Linked DNA regions of Mus musculus: region 2 is linked to region 1. A link is a contact called in public HiChIP or PLAC-seq data. All regions are on one chromosome and are shown on one strand. Each heading gives the region's core, a stretch centred on a gene start, on an enhancer-like site or on the middle of the called end of the contact. The rest is flanking DNA. Distances are from core to core; before and after follow the strand shown. Region 1 holds the start of Fut4 (fucosyltransferase 4). Region 2 has its middle 68 kb from the start of Fam76b.

Region 1 (4,163 bases), core at 1,173-3,672:
TATATTTGAAGTGGGGACAAAAAAAATCTCTCTCACACAAGGGGAATAACCAAGGCTAGTACTCAGGGTTTCCCACGCCCTTTATATGCATGCATGTATACATGCACACACACACACTCACACACACACACACACACACACACACACACACACCCATCACCACCACTATCGGTAGCAATAGAGAATAGAACAGTGCAGAAGAGGGTAAATTGAGGTCAGTGAAATGGAGGGTAATTGCTGTTAATTTTAAGCAATCTCTAACAACTTTTAACTATTGTTCTTTTCATACCAATTTCCCCAGTTATGCAGATAAAATGTGTGTGTGACATAAGAAAGAATACTGCCTATTTGCCTTGCCTGCTACACCTGCTCACTGGCCTCTAGGATAAGCACATAACTTACATGACTCCTAACAGAAAATGGACTTTGCACTGCCTCTTTCTCTCTTCTAGGAAAGCAACTGAATGTACATCTGAGAGGTGTGCATTCAGCTCCAGAAACCTTACAGTCAACCAAAACATACCAGCCCCTTTGACAGCAGTCAGACTCTCACAGAGTTTGGGTACAGACTGAGGCCATCAGAACATATTCTGGGGCTTCCCTTAGGAAACACCAGCTCTCTCTGGTGAGGAACACAAGGTAGTCTTAGGAAGAAGTGTTGTGGTCTTGGTTCAAATTCTCTCCATCCAGGCATGGCAGCATGCACCTGTAACCCCCCAGCACATGGAGTTGAGGCAGGAGAATCAGCCTTGGAGGCCTAGTAAATCTGAGACCAGCCTGGGCTCCATGGGACCATACATCATAAACCAAAAACAAATAGAAAAGTCAAATGAACTATTTCCATGGAGGAAGAATAAAGAATGAGTTTGAATTTAGGAATTACAGTTCTCCTGGCTCCTTTCCCCACAGAGCCTGGGCCTATACGAAATGGGAGGCAAACAGACAACCTTTGCAAATTGTGAATTGATTCCCTCCACCTGACCGTTGAGTTATAGGGCATTTATCTACACAACCTTAGCATACAAACAGTCTTCCTTTATAGCTGACCTTGCTGTTATCTTTACACAGAGAATTGAAAGCTGATTCCCCCTGAGCAATGCTCTGTGAAACAGGAGACCTCTAACTATAAAGTCCCTCCTTGTTACTAAATTAGAATGATTCCCAAGGAGATTGAGAGCACCATCAGTGCAGCCTCTTCATCGTCTACTAGTATTGCCTTATTTATGGGGCGAGGCACATTTCTGCTTAACTCTTCTTTAGGTAGTAGCACTTCACACTATCTTTGAAGGAACTACTTTCTTCCCATTTTTATCCCATGAAATTTAGATGGGATCATTTCTATCTCTTCAATCTTGAAAAGGTTCTAAAACCAATCCAAATCTCCCTGGCCATTACTGTATGAATGTACAGCTGCTCCAGGATAAGTCAACCTTAGTGACCTAATTCGGTGGAATTTGAATTCTGATGAACACATACATGTCTACTGTTTTCCACTGAAAGCCTATGGAGTGTCTAAAGGTCACAGTAAGCTATTCCCATAGTCACAGTCTTTTGATACCCAGTCACTTTCTCATAAGGAACAGATAGTGACAGATCATTTCAGTAATGCACTAACAGCATGAAGTGGGGCTGGAGAGATGGCTCAGTGGTTAAGAGCACGGACTGCTCTTCCAAAGGTTCTGAGTTCAAATCCCAGCAACCACATGGTGGCTCACAACCATCCGTAATGAGATTTGACGCCCTCTTCTGGTGCATCTGAAAACAACTACAGTGTACTTAGATATAATAATAAATAAATCTTAAAAAAAAACAGCATGAAGTGGCCATTTCTGGCTATGTCATGTGATACTGATGGTAGGCTTGCATAGCTAGCCCTGCAATACTTTGTTGGTCTCACATCTTTGGTTCATATCTGAATTACAACCATAGCTTCTGTGAATAAAAAGAAAGGGTAGGGGTTGGTTGGTCTGGAAAGGCCACTGACACATAATTCTCTCAGAGGATGCTGGTTCTTAGGACCAGTCACACTGCCCCAGCTGGTGTCTGACTCCACAGCTGACCTGTTTTGTCCTGACTACATTCCAGCTGTTCTAGGGCTCCCTTCCTCCCTCCCTCCCCCTCTTCCCCCCAGGGGCGTCGTTGGCCAGGCAGAGTGAAATAAGGAAGCTGATTCTGCTCTGAGTTCTACAGTGGGATCGCACCCCCACCCCACCACCCCTTCGAGGCTTCTGGGGGAGGTATCCAGTGCAAGGCGAGGGTTTGCCAGCCTAGGCGCAGGAACAACGAAGGCGCAGCAAGAGGCCACGACCCCAGGTGAGGCGCCAGCGGGGCGCTGTTTCTCGGAGTCCAAGAGCCCTGGCTGGGCAGGACAGCCAGCGCAGGCGCAGCAGGAAACGCCCCAGGCCGGGCCCGCAGGGCTAGGAGAACAGTGTCTGGAAGGGTCAGGGTGGCGCTGGGCCAGGGCTGCCGGCCCGGCTCACCTTATCCTGGACTTGGGAGGGGCGAGGCACCGCCCGTGGGTCCGCCGATGCCCCGCCCGCCCCCTCCATGGCTCCGGCCCGGCAAGAGCTACAGCATGAGAGCCGGTGCCGCCCCTCACGGACGGTGGACGCGTGGCGAGCCGCGGTGGCCACTCGTGGACGCCACATGGAGACGCCGGGGTACCGGCGTCGCACACGGTGTGGAGGCTGGGGACTACCCCGGAGCGTCTCTTCGCTGGCGGCAGTGGGACTACTGTGCACCGCGTTGACCACCTTCATCTGCTGGGGACAGTTGCCGCCACTGCCCTGGGCGTCCCCAGCTCCGCAACGCCTGGTGGGTGTGCTGCTCTGGTGGGAACCCTTTAGGGGGCGCGGCGGCTACCCCAAGTCTCCCCCCGATTGCAGCCTGCGCTTCAACATCAGCGGCTGCCGCTTGCTCACCGACCGCGCGGCCTACGGGGAGGCTCAGGCAGTGCTGTTCCACCACCGCGACCTGGTGAAGGAACTCCACGACTGGCCCCCGCCCTGGGGCGCCCGAGAACGCACGGATAAGGCGCTGGTACTACGCGTGTTCGACGACCAGGAGGGAGCAGTGACGCTAACTGGCAAAGCCCTGGAGACCGTAGGTTCTCGTCCCCCTGGGCAGAGGTGGGTGTGGATGAACTTCGAATCGCCCTCCCATACTCCAGGGCTGCGGGGCTTGGCCAAGGACCTCTTCAATTGGACACTGTCCTACCGGACCGACTCGGATGTCTTCGTGCCCTATGGCTTCCTCTATTCCAGGAGCGATCCAACTGAACAGCCTTCAGGCTTGGGCCCCCAGCTGGCCCGCAAGCGAGGACTGGTGGCCTGGGTTGTGAGCAACTGGAACGAGCACCAGGCACGGGTCCGTTACTACCACCAGCTGAGTCGGCACGTGTCTGTGGACGTGTTTGGTCGGACGGGACCCGGACGGCCAGTGCCAGCCATCGGGCTGCTGCACACTGTGGCCCGCTACAAGTTTTATCTAGCCTTTGAGAACTCACGGCACGTGGATTACATCACCGAGAAGCTGTGGCGGAATGCCTTTCTGGCTGGGGCCGTGCCAGTGGTGCTCGGCCCAGATCGTGCCAACTATGAGCGCTTCGTGCCTCGTGGCGCCTTCATCCACGTGGACGATTTCCCTAATGCTGCTTCCCTGGCTGCCTACCTGCTCTTTCTCGACCGAAACGTGGCTGTCTATCGCCGCTACTTCCGCTGGCGCCGGAGCTTTGCAGTGCACATCACCTCTTTCTGGGATGAGCAATGGTGCCGGACATGCCAAGCTGTGCAGACCTCTGGGGACCAGCCCAAGAGCATCCACAACTTGGCAGACTGGTTCCAGCGATGAGGCCATTCTGCTGTGAACTGACTACATCGCCTTGGCTGCGTTTTCTAAATACCCAATTTTTCTTTATGTGAAGATGAGTTACCAATTAATATTATTTAGCACAAGGGTGGGAAAATTCCCAGGCCCTCGTGGCTTTTTTACAGAGAGGTGGTCTGGCTTTCTGGTAAGGGGCTGCGGTGTCCTGGGTGAAGGAGGCTGGCCCTTCCTTACCTGTCACCCATGTGAAGAAGTGGCCTATCCTGGCCACAGGCCTTATCAGGTGCCCATGTGGCTGCTAAAGTTTAGACATATTTGTTCTCTGGTCATGGTTGCTT
Region 2 (4,072 bases), core at 1,462-3,961, 860 kb after region 1:
AGGACAGTTACATTGATGATACGTGTGTACTGTTTTCTAGAATTGGCAGAAAGTCCAAAGTGGGACAAAATTAATGTTTAAAAAATATTGAAAAGAGCATGCGTAGTCTTTGTGCAGAGTGGCTAACCATAGGTCCTCAAGTCAAGGCTGAGAAATTAAACTGTGCAGTGGTAAGAGCACATCAAACATAGAGTATTCCCAGCTGCGGGGTCAAGGACTTCCCACAGAATTAATATTCATGAATTTTGAGGAGCAAACAGGAATCATCCAGTCACAAGGAAGTTAGGGTATATTTCAGAAAGTTTTTTAAAAGCCACCTGAGTCAAAGGCTATGGGTAAAAGAAGGTACAGACTGCTCCGGAAAAGCCATGAGCACCTCCTTCCCACCCTATATGAACATAAAAGGACCTGGCAGTGCACACCTGAGATCCCAGAGCTCGGGCGATGGAGTCAGGAGGATCCCTGGGGCCCACGGACTAGTCAGTCAGTTTAGCATAATCAGCCTAGGTTCAGAAGACACCCTGTCTTAAAACTGTGGTCGAGGGTGATTGAGGAGATACCCACAATGACCTCTGGCCTCCACACCTGCATGCACATAAGCATGCACCCATGTCTGCATGTGCACATATGTGAATACATGCATGCACACACACCAAAAGAAAAAAAAATAGAGTTTCAGAGTGGCCATTTTGAGCAGGTCGACTGCAATACGCTACCTTAGCTCTAAGTGGTTGGGGGCGGGAGACAGCCCTTCCCTGTTCTCTACAGCCTCTGCATTCTGGCAGTGCAAGCTACTCGTGAAGGCACCCCAAAGGCATCCTAGCTCGGAGGCCCCTCCTAAATTTCACACAAAAAACTTCGTGTAAATGAACAGAGAGCTTTTGAATATGGTCAGCTCCACAAGGCCATGGGAGTTAAAGACTTTGGACTTGAAGAACAGAAGGGAGCTAGCTACTGAAGGTCCCTGAGCAGGGGTTGGCATAGCAAGAGCAGTCAGTCCTGCAGCAGCTGTGGAAGGGCTGGAGTGGAGTCAAGAGACTCCAGAAGTTACCACGGTTGTCCAGGCATGAAGCAAAAGGGGAGATTCGATGGTATCCATGGCAACGGAAAAAGGAAGATATGAAAATTATTCTGAAGGCAGAAACAACAGGACTTGATTAGTGATTGGATATGGGTGTGTGGAGGAGGCAGGAGCGAGGAATGACTCAGGGGTTTTGTGCTTTGGAAGCTTGTGGGAATAAATCTGAAATAGGAACACTAATCAGAAGCGCTGCTGTGATGGGGGAAATGGAGAGTACGGCTTAAGGCATGCTGGATTTCACACAATGATGGAATACATAAGTAGAAATGTTCTCTGCACATCACAAAGGATGCGGTTCCCTCCTCTGCTTCTCTGGCGTTAAATGCATAAGAGAAGCCCTTTTGGAAGGAGGGGACCTGCAGAATAAATTTCCTGCTTCTCTTACTTGTAATAAGCTGTTGCAGAAGGCCTTCACTGTCATCATTGGCTTTGTCTTCAAGCAAACGCAAAGGACTATTCAGCATCTGTTTATGCTTGCCAGCTGAACAGGCACAATTCACAGTAACAGATCCTGAACCTGAGAGGGCTCCAGGCTGAGACAGCTGACATTTACAAGGCCAGTCCTCAGAGAAGACAGTAGGGCAGTAGTTACTGAACCATATCTGTGTGAGGTTAATGGTCATGTTCATACGCCATACGGAGAAACCACGAAGAGGGAAGGATGCTGTCCAAATCAGAGCAGCGGGGACCAGAGGATACTGGGAGTTTGAGATAAAAAGAAAATTACCTAGAATTCTTTTTTTTTTTTTTTTTTTTTTTTTGATTAGTGCTAACTTGAGTCATCCTTTCCTTGGGAAAGAAGAGTAGACTGGGATGTGACTTACAATCTACAGTTATTAATTAATCTGTGATCCAACCTTATCATATTCACAGATTCTGGAACATCCACAGGATCATGCGGCTGACCTTCAGGAATGCTGGATCTCACATCTAAATCCCTGAGAAAAGTCCACAGTGTTCTATAATGAAATTTAGCTGCTAATTAAACATAGCAGAGTACAAACCCCCCATAAAAGGACTTGTGGGGCAGTGTCTTCAGCAAACTTCCTTTCCCATGTAGGACAAAGTCCTACCGCATGAAAGATTCAAAGCAGGTGTCCCCACCATCCCTGTGTGAGCAGTACATGCCTAAACACAAATACTTTTATTTTCCCCAGTCGCTGGGTTCCTGGGTTTCATGAAGGACTCGTTCAGCTCTGTCAACTGAATGGAACGTCACTGTACATCGGGACAGACTGATCAAGTTCAGGGCATATCATTCACTTTCATCCTTCTGTCTACTGTGCTGTTAGCAAGAGTTGGTCAAGCCCTGTGTGGATGCTGAGGAAATTAAAAAGCTCCATGAAGAATAGGCTCGAAGACACTACCTCCTGTGTCTACCGGGATGAGTGAGGGTCCCCTTCTCCTGTGCTGGTGCCCGTAGAGTTTCCAACCTCACCTAAGAACAAGCGGGATTAAGTTTCTCTGTAAAATGTAGACAGAATCTTCACATTCAACCTTTACATAACATGTTTTGTTTCACTACATTCGAGGGACTTTCCTAAAGCAAGGATCTTTATCTTTGCAGCTACCTCTGTGTGTGCAAGCTTGGTTTCTTTTCTCTCTGGCAGCTTCCTCCAGAGCCTTAGCCTTACCAGCATCCTGTGACTCACACTTTCATTTCTTGTAAGTCGACACAGAGAGCTGTCCCTGACGCGCTTGGAGTGATGGATTAAAAATATTCAAGAGAAAAAATAACAAACGCAGTTACACTTAAACCATGTGGGATGCCTCCTATCTCTCCCCCTTTCGTTTCTTTCTCGTTGGCTTTCTACTGTCAACCTGCTTGTCACCAACAGTGGGTGTCAACCTGTCAGTTAACTGTCTATCACAATACATCACCTTTATTAGAGGAGTTGCAGAGCAAGCCTGTGGTCCCTCATTGATTTGCCTGTTGCACCCCACATGCTGCCTCTCCCTGCACCTAGTGATTTTCTCCTTCCCATAGCTGGGGCAGCCAGGCTCACTGCCTTCCCTCGCTCTCAGGCCAGTTATTTCCCTTTCCCGGATTACTCTGTTAACTTCACAATTGCAAAGAGCATGGCATTCGTTCCTCAAGGGTCCTACTGCATGAAAATAAAGATGCCATGCCTAATTCCAAGCCTGGGGTGAAAGCAGAAATGGGAGGTGGTGAGATATAGTATGTGGCAGTTCAGATGGAGGAGCCTCAATAGGCATAGATACCACAGACATCTATGAGCTCTCTGTTGAGGACAGTTTTCCAAAAGATGCACTAATCCTAACCCTAACCTCAATCCTAACCCTAACCCTTGTTAGTACAAACACTGACCTTTGTTGAGCTGTCTTTCCAAAGAAAGGGTACCCTGAACCTGTAAAGGAAAGAAGTGCTCACTACCCATCACAATGGGTTAAGGTTCATAATGCTCAAGACCCCCTCCTGTTAAATAATCTACTCCACGTGCAGATGTTGCCCATACCTCTTCACAGTCTACACTGCTGCTATTCCAGCTTAGTAAACTCTCTCTCTCTCTTTCTCTCTCTCTCTCCTCTCTCTCTCTCTCTCCCCTCTCCATCCTCTCCTCCCTCTCCCCACTCTTCCCCCTTTCCTCTCCCTCTCCCTCTCTCCCTCTCCCCCTCCCCCTCCCTCTCCCTCCTCTCTCTCTCTCCCTCCCTCCCTCCCTCCCTCCCCCTCTCTCTCCTTCTTCTCCTCCCCTCCCTCCCTCTCTCTCCCCCTCTCTCTTTCCTCATATTATTATTCTGATATTCCACCTATTTCGAGTACTCTGAGTAATAACATCCTTTGTTTTACCCCAAAGAGTTTTGTATGTTCTGTGAAAAGCATCTAAGAAACTACCCAGCTAATATATTCACTTATATGTGGGGGGGGGGGGAAGCTCAATCCCTCACAGTTTTTGAGATTTTTTTTAGCTGTCAATAAGAACATTAGGCAGATGAAAACTTAGAGGCTAAACTTTCTAGTCTATCACATCT

Evidence for each region. HiChIP or PLAC-seq counts read pairs in DNA pulled down with a chosen protein or histone mark.
Region 2: an H3K27ac HiChIP or PLAC-seq map of T-cell acute lymphoblastic leukemia shows a contact between it and region 1, with 8 times the contacts expected there. The contact joins the enhancer-like site here to the promoter of Fut4 in region 1. A contact is called at or near these places in 10 of 39 promoter capture datasets (the 3T3-L1 cell line, the C10 cell line, HPC-7-derived erythroid cells and 4 more), 1 of 484 Hi-C or Micro-C datasets (palatal mesenchyme) and 2 of 115 datasets of contacts at active chromatin or transcription factors (T-cell acute lymphoblastic leukemia and stem cell-derived neural progenitor cells).

What each region holds. Positions count from the first base shown.
Region 1 is chr9:14,750,381-14,754,543 of GRCm38.p6, reverse strand. It overlaps Fut4 (fucosyltransferase 4), which reads left to right and starts at 2,422. Exons shown (of 1, transcript NM_010242.3): 1 at 2,422-4,163. The coding sequence starts at 2,548. The coding sequence ends at 3,849.
Region 2 is chr9:13,893,335-13,897,406 of GRCm38.p6, reverse strand. No RefSeq gene overlaps it. Among named protein-coding and RNA genes, the nearest start is that of Fam76b, 68 kb to the right of the region's middle. Within about 2 kb of position 2,711, at least 90 of the 459 cell types and tissues checked have an H3K27ac peak or open chromatin away from gene starts, as enhancers often do. A contact at or near this core is called in T-cell acute lymphoblastic leukemia, where this site is marked.